2 separate regions of the Sus scrofa genome follow, and region 1 is linked to region 2. Evidence: chromatin contacts called from public Hi-C data. All regions are on one chromosome and are shown on one strand. The core of a region is the stretch at or near the end of the contact, and the rest is flanking DNA. Distances in the headings are between cores, read along the strand shown. Region 1 has its middle 870 kb from the start of MCTP2. Region 2 has its middle 920 kb from the start of NR2F2.

What was found. A called contact is a pair of places that touch in the nucleus more often than the background predicts.
Region 1: a Hi-C map of liver shows a contact between it and region 2, with 4 times the contacts expected there. The contact joins two enhancer-like sites. A contact is called at or near these places in 3 of 47 Hi-C or Micro-C datasets (embryonic fibroblasts, epiblast stem cells and liver).

Annotation. Positions count from the first base shown.
Region 1 is chr7:84,095,010-84,099,062 of Sscrofa11.1, forward strand. No RefSeq gene overlaps it. Among named protein-coding and RNA genes, the nearest start is that of MCTP2, 870 kb to the right of the region's middle. Within about 2 kb of position 2,207, at least 28 of the 83 cell types and tissues checked have an H3K27ac peak or open chromatin away from gene starts, as enhancers often do. A contact at or near this core is called in liver, where this site is marked.
Region 2 is chr7:84,009,118-84,012,841 of Sscrofa11.1, forward strand. No RefSeq gene overlaps it. Among named protein-coding and RNA genes, the nearest start is that of NR2F2, 920 kb to the left of the region's middle. Within about 2 kb of position 1,729, at least 19 of the 83 cell types and tissues checked have an H3K27ac peak or open chromatin away from gene starts, as enhancers often do. A contact at or near this core is called in liver, where this site is marked.

The sequences.
Region 1 (4,053 bases), core at 957-3,456, 86 kb after region 2:
TAAAAGAATTGGGCATTGCCACTGCTACATCTCACAGAAATTTATAATAGAAATTAGGATATGTGTGGTGGGGAAGATCATCCCATTTCATCTGTTTGAAATTCCCTTGAATATTTGGAAATTCACATTGATTAGATGTGATGTCCTGGAGTATACCCAAAATATGGATGAATTTATCTGGCCTTTAGAATAAAACAAGGAGTTAGTTTAGGGGTGGAGAGTAAATAACCAAGCATTTACATTTGATTAAATCTATAGGACACTTTGAAGTTGGTCTGGAATAACAAGGATGTGCTTCTCTTCAGTTCATTCCTTGGAATGTAGCTGTTTCCTTTGAAAACTGAATGGGAGACCCTGGAGAGGAAACAGTATGAGGAAGACCATCTGGAAGGGCAGGAAAGAAGATCTTGGGGAAAACTATCAAAAGTTCTCCGGAGAGGAGCTTCCCTGCTGCAAGTCAAGCTCCCCCTTCCAAAGTGTTCAAATTCAGCATCGCCCTGCCCCTCTTCTCCACACCCCCTCCCCACCCGCAGCCCACCCCCAGTGCCTCAGAGGATCCTCGTTGCAGGAAAGATGAGGAGGTCCTGGTCAGGCCTGAGGGAAATTTGGACATCAGCTTGAGACCAGCTTTCCCTCTCACCTACCATGTGAAACCTCTACTCTTGTCAGAAAAGAAAGCCCATGTCCTGCATAACTGATTCTCTTAAGAAGAGAGTACATCTAATTTGGTGATGTAGCGAGTGGATAACCAGGTGACTTTTACCTTCCAGTGACTTTGGGCCCAAATTCAGAATATCACTTTACACTTTTGCCAAAGAATATGATAAAGGAAGGGCCAGAAAGAAAATGAGCATTATAGAGTACGGCTCCTCAAATCCTGATCTTCAAAGATATGGAAAAATATATGTCACAGTACTACAGCACAAATACCTGTCACTCACTCCATCCAGCTGTGACAGTGTTCCCATGATAGGATTAACAGATGTGCTTCTTGGAATTCAGCTTGTTTCTCCCTCATCTTTAGGTATTTAAAGGGGATATTTTCTATTTTGTTTTCAAGAATGAATTTCTCCCTCCTTCAATTATCCTAGATATAACAATGTTAAAGATAGGTCTTGGAATTTCATCAAAAATCCTAAATGATTATTTCAGCTTTTTCAACTTTTTCCTCTTCAAAAATCATTCAACAAAGCAACTAATTAGTAAATACATAGGCAGACTTGAGATTCACTATTCCTTCCCCATGTTTTCTTCAGAAGTAATAAAACACATTTTTAAAAATAGCAGAAAAATAAAAGAATAGAAAAGTTGGATGGAAAAAAGTTAATCAAATCACTGAATAATATTCATAGATTGAAAACTCAATTCTGAAGGGAAAGATGAATAACAATGGGATCTTTTGAGTGTCAGGTGTTCATTTAATCTCCACAATAGAGTTAATACTTATGAGGTACAAATGAGGATAGGAAGAGCTGGCAAGTGCCCGACCTGAGGTTGGAAGCTAAGATTTTTTTCTTTTTTTTAACTTGAAAGACTGAACTCTCAAGACTGCTGCTTCAAGAGTTGGTTGCATGTATCATAAGATCATGTAATGACCTTGACATCTACACATTCTGTTTAGAAGAATGCGTAGATCTGTGTATCTTATCTATGTCCTAACAGAAGGAGGCCCATCCAGAGACCAGGCTGTCTGTGAGCAGAGTGTCAGCCTTCAACATGTTCTCCAATCACCTGGGGTTGTGTTAAGAGGCAGATTCTGATTCAGCAGGTCTAAGATAGGGTCTGAGGTTCTGCATTTCTAGCAAGTTCCCTGGTGATGGTGAAGCTGTAGACCCAGAGCCTACCCCTTAAACTACCAGGGAAAAATATTAAATGGACAAGGAATTTAAGGAGCCATAAAAAGATTTAGGATGCTGAAGGACCAGGAAAGAGGTTTAGGATAAGGAACTGACCTTATTAAAATTAAAACTAGGCTTTCCTAGGGGAATTCCTTCTGTGGATTTCAAAACCATTTGAAAAGCACGTTAGGAGCTGGTATACACTTCTGGTTGTCTTTCTACATTAACAAACTTGGGGTTCTCTACCCACACACAGGTCCATTGAAGTCCACAGCTGTTTTGTTTGGACAGGCTGGTACAAAGCCTGAACTTGCACACAAAGAGTTTATCATCAACACGGACCTTTCTCTGACAGCTGTCTTCCTGCCCAGCCCCAGGGCCCTGGCCAAAGGAAAGGGAAAGGGCTGAGGAAAGAAGCTGTGCTGTCAGCAAGCTGTGGTAGTTGCCTGGCTTCAAGAGCTGCGAGAATCACACACACACACACACACACACACACACACACACACACACACACCAGACTGAAGATCGGAGAATAAGGATTGAATAAATAGTTTGACAAATCTATTGGTTTTGTCCATATAAGCTGCTGGAGAAGCAGGGACTGTATTTCCTATAATAAAACAAGGAATTTCTACAAAGCACAAGGTCTGATTTCTCAGTCCTACTTTAAAATCTGCTGTGGGTATACGTGTCCACAAAGGAACAATATGTATCCCACCAGCATAGGGTTAGGCACATGAAATGAGTATTAGGCAGAGGAGCGCCACATCTAGTAGAACCGATAAAAATCAGGGTCCTTGTCCGCTGTGTAAACTGAGAGGAAGAGGCGCCTTCCCCGACTTCCTTTGGGGAAGGTTTGTTTTGTGCTGGTGAACTGCTCCCCCTGGTGGATCAACAACTGATTAAGTTTGTGATTCCAGATTGCAGGGAACAAACATGCTTTGGCGAAAACTGGGCGGTTTCAGGTATAGAGACATTCGCTCCAGGAAAAAACTAACTTTCGAGCACCTAAAATAAACTGAATGCCTAGCTTGGTCTTGGACTGACGCTGAGCTTATTTCTCTTGCAAAGTACAGCGTTTGTCTCCCCCAACACCGTCGTCCTTACCATGCGTGTTCTCATTACGGTTGTTTTGAAATCATGAGTTTGTGCTGACTCAAGCGACGTGGATAACTCTAAGTTCTGTATTTCATTTTCTTCTCCTTTAAAAATAACTCTGGACTGGACAAACAACCTCAGAGCAGGGAGAACATTTTGCTGTGAAATCATTCATTTCCCATACTTCCTGTCTACTTCACTGCTCTCTAAGAGGTGGTCTTGACGACTGTGGTTAATTTATGCCTACATCCCTTGTTCTTAGTACCTGCCCTCAAGATAAAGGTGAGTTTTACAGTTTTCCAAAGATCATCTTTCTACCAATATTACATATTTTGATGGCAAGAAAGTTCATGTTGTTATTTGCCTTAAAGAGGCCTGCCAGAGAGAGAGGGGAAAAATTGCAGGTCAGGAAGAGATGAAAATCTATGGTAACTCTCTCACTCTTTCGAACATTCTGCGAGTCACACTGCAGCCTCAGTCCAAACAGTTTATAAGCTAAATAAAGAGGTATTTTAAATATTTATTTAACAAGACATATTTTAAATAACCTACATATGTAAATAGAGCGTTCTTAGCCTGTACATTATTGCAAGGTCGATTCTCATGTTCTGATATATAATTAATTACTGGTTTATTCCTCTGTAAACCGAAGCAGAGAATAAATCAGCGATGCCAGGTCACCAATGTCAGCAAAAAATTGTAATACCCTCTTGTCGATGGGTCTGTGGAAGGGGAGCTGAGACTGTAAAATCTATGGTGGTGATGGACCAAATTATGTCCAAATGGCAAGTTTCTATCCCAATTTTAGTTGCTTTCTCCTGAAGTCTAGGCTTTCTTCTGTGCTATCTAGGTGGGCATGGAATGCACATATCCTAATTTAAAAGAAACTTGGAAAAGCATATGCAATGTGATCTATGCATTTTATGAGGTAGAGTCACCTAAAGTAAATGCATACCATGAGCATTTTCAGCAGCATTATTATAGTTAGAAACAAAAACAACACAAATACCAATCATTTGGATAATTTCTAGGTAGTTGAAAATATGAATATCTTTAAAGCAAATTTCATGCTTCCGTTTTTAATTTTTGAGGAAAAAAATACATGCATACATTTTTT
Region 2 (3,724 bases), core at 479-2,978:
GGCAAATAATATGCAGGAGATGTGGTCAAAATACTAAGTGTTCCCATATAGAATCAGACCCCGTGAGCTGACGGTTTGGGAATCCTGTTTTTGGCAGTGGCTATTACCTGATGCTTCAGAAGCCAGGAATGAATTCGCATGACCCCAGCCCTTAAGAGGTACCCTATAGAAAAATAGGAAATTGGCAAGTAGGATCATAATACAGATTTGCTGAAGTTGTCTTTCCTAGAAATCTTTGCCTTCAGTTCTGCACCTGGTGAGTTTACCTGCAAATATCCTGTGAACTGTTACTGTTTGCAATTGATCATTTAATAGGGAGAAGAGCCCTATGCTCATTCTTGTTCTCTCTGGCCTTTGGCTCCTGAAAAGTTTGCTAAATATTGTGTCCTGATAAATATTTGAATGTGCAAACTTGTCAGGTATGACTGAAACAATAAGGAGTAATACTTTGAAAGACTGGTCAATGAAGGAAATTAAATCATTTCAATCACTTCAATCACTTTTTTTCTTAATGGAAATTTAATATCAGTTGTAAAAAGGCAGAGGATAAAGAGGCAAGTCTATTCATTTTGTAACTCCACTATTCCCTTAAAACTTAAGCAAACTAAAGTTTAAATATATGTTTTATGTTTTAAATTTTGTTTTCCTAGAATAAAATCACTTTGACATCTCATTGCACTTTGTCCTAATAAGGAAAACTCTTGAATCTAGTCCACGGCACACGACATGCACATTTTTACAGAAAACCTTGTGATTTTACTCAAGTTTATCATAATTGTCATATCAGTTTCAAAAATAAACAAATCTCAAGGACAAGATATACTATTTTCATTCCAGTGATTCCAAATTTTAATAACCATTCTAAATTAGTACTAACTAAAAGCTCAGTGTGTGACTGGCGATTCTTATTTTACATTGTGTTTTGTCTTTTTGTTTTTTTTTTTGCTAAAATGACTAATGTTCCTGAAGTATTTACCCCAATCCACCATTAACATTTCTGACATCTTAATTAGCATTTGGGCAGAGCCTAGACCATCTCCACTAAACAGAAGCACAACATTTCAGAGAGTCCCACAGACTAGCTGTGGATATTTTTTGAAAGTTAAAACTCTTTCTTTTCCCTTTCCTTTTGATCATCTTTCTGCAATGGATGGTCTCTCTTTCCTTCCCCCCATTTGTCATTAGAGGAATGTAATTTCAAGACCCTTTTCTTCTACTTGCGACTTCCTCTAAACAAAAGGACACAATAAATAAACACAGGAGATAAGGCAGTTTCTCCCCCTCCCCACTCAACCTCTCCCTTGAAACTGAGCAGCCAGAACCACTTTAGTCCCTCAGATATTGTCCTGAATTAGTATCCATGCCAATGCAGGAGTGTATGATAATAAGAAACACCAAACAGGGGCCGACTGTAATATGTGTTTTGATATATATTATTTTTAGTGTTTTTGGCAAACCTATCTTGCTGAGTATACTGATGAAGTTTGCAAGTAATTGTGTACGCGTTTCTGTGAAAGATAAATGACCTTCCTTCCCAAGGACGCTTGGCCAGGCCTTAATCCTGAGTGTGTGTGTGTGTGTGTGTGTGTGTGTGTGTGTGTGTGTAACTGTTTTTGAAAGCCTGACAAGGCATCTTGATCATTTCCTCATTTTGAGGCCTACCCACAGCCTCGCACACGGCCCCCCTTTCTGAAATGTTATTATTCTGTCGTGAGGCCTTCTTCAGCCAGGATGTTACTTCATTTCCACGTTTTGTCTCAGCCTGAATGTGAATGATGCTCTTTCAGCAATATACAGCCGCTTAAACTCCCTGCTGCTGGCTTACATAAATATACAACACCCGTCTCGCCCTATAACTCACTTTAGGCCTGGAAAAATAGTGACTTCCTTTATTGGTCAGATTCTCTCGCAATTCCCAACAGCTGTATGTTCTCACCTCTGAGGATCCTTATCTTCAAGTTTCCATTTGTCTCAGCACTATTCCAGTGGATTGCCAATAAAAATGATTCCCATTTTTATAACCCTTGAGAACACAGAATCCAGCTTTCCAGAGAAACTGATTTCCGCCCCCACCCCCACAAATAAACAAACAAACAAAACCTCAGTACGACTTACCTAAAAGGCTATTTTGTCTTTAGGAGACATGGTCTTGAAACTGAGTGAGCTGAGGGATTCAGGAAAATGTGAAGTGTGGGCTTTAAACCCAGTAATTATATTCAAGAAAATCTGTGTTTATTTTCTCCCTCAAGAGAACAAATTGGGAGATACGGCATGTAATCATTAAAATAACATGTGTTCAGAGGTGTATTTCATAGCCATATATGTAAGAGACTCTATAGAAAAGGAAAACCACCTTGGTATTACATTATTCGTTTATCTTCATTAATAAATTAACATTACTTCCCGGGCTTCTGAACTGAAAATTATTTTTAAATGGGTGGGTTCTTTGAATTTATTTATTAAAGGACATGACGTAGGAAAGGAAAAAAAAGTGCCTTTAAACTTGAAATTGTTACGCAGTTGAAAGGTAATATAATGGATATAGGCACCTAATTTAGTTAGATGCCAGTGAGTCATGGACTTGGGCAAAGGCTCTGTTTACTGCTGTGGCATTTGGGACAGCTTGCTGTTTATCTGAACCTCAGTTACTGCTTCTGTCAAATGGGGGCTAACTCCCTCCCTCTCATGTTTTGAGGATTAAAAAAAGAAGAGATGGACTCACCAGTGAAATACAATATGAACAACATACAGATTTCTTGCTACTTGTTTCCCTCTGTAATAAAGTTGCGGTTACTATCGGCAAGTTTTAAATAAAAGTGTTCTGGAAGATTAGGGGCATGAAATGAAGAAAATGAGTAGTGTGGGTACTTGCACTGGAGCCACAAAACCACATACTAAAGGGAAGGGCAAGACTATTAAATACTAATGTGTCAAAGCTTCACTTAAAAAAAAAAAAAAAAGATGTGAATTCAAGGAACAGGGAAATTACCAGATTAAAGTGAGTGATACCCCTCTTTTATGACCTTGCAAGTCTCAATAGGAGGAAGAAAGATGATTGCAGACTTGCAGCATGCGTTAGCGGAAGGGACTGTGTGGGAGCTGAGTGCCCAGTGGAAACTGACAATTGTTACTCTCTGTTGCAAAACTCTGGCTTTGGGATTTGTTTTCCTTTCCTGCTCCCTCTGTCCAACTTCCCCTCCAATCCCCGCCTCCACCAAAGCATGAATGATTATTTTGGAAAGTCACCTAGCTGTGTTCCACACATTCAACTTGCTCCCAAAGACAGCTCCAAATGAACTCCAATGATCCTTTCAACATGTATGCTCGATATGTCCTAGAAATGTGCACGCTCCTCCTTCTTACTCTCTCTTCCTGGATGTTTGTGCAGGAGTTGCTTTTTATAAATTCTCCTCAGCACTCTCAAATCAGCCCCAAATCTCCAAAACTGTCTCTTTGAGAGGGAGGTGATTGTAATCTTATAGCCCACATCATTGAAGGCAGCCCAGTCTTGTATTGCCCATTTCCTCAAACAGCTGTGGGTAGAACTTAACATTTTCTTAGGGTCAAATGTTCCCTTGTCAGTGGGGAAATTTTTCTGCTCTAAATGAAATGTTACAAAATACATTTTCCCCCACCCCCCTCCTCAAAAGCTCTGGACTCAGAGCTGTTTTATTTATCCCACCATTCAGAGGACTGTAAAACATGCTGTTTCACATTGTAACAT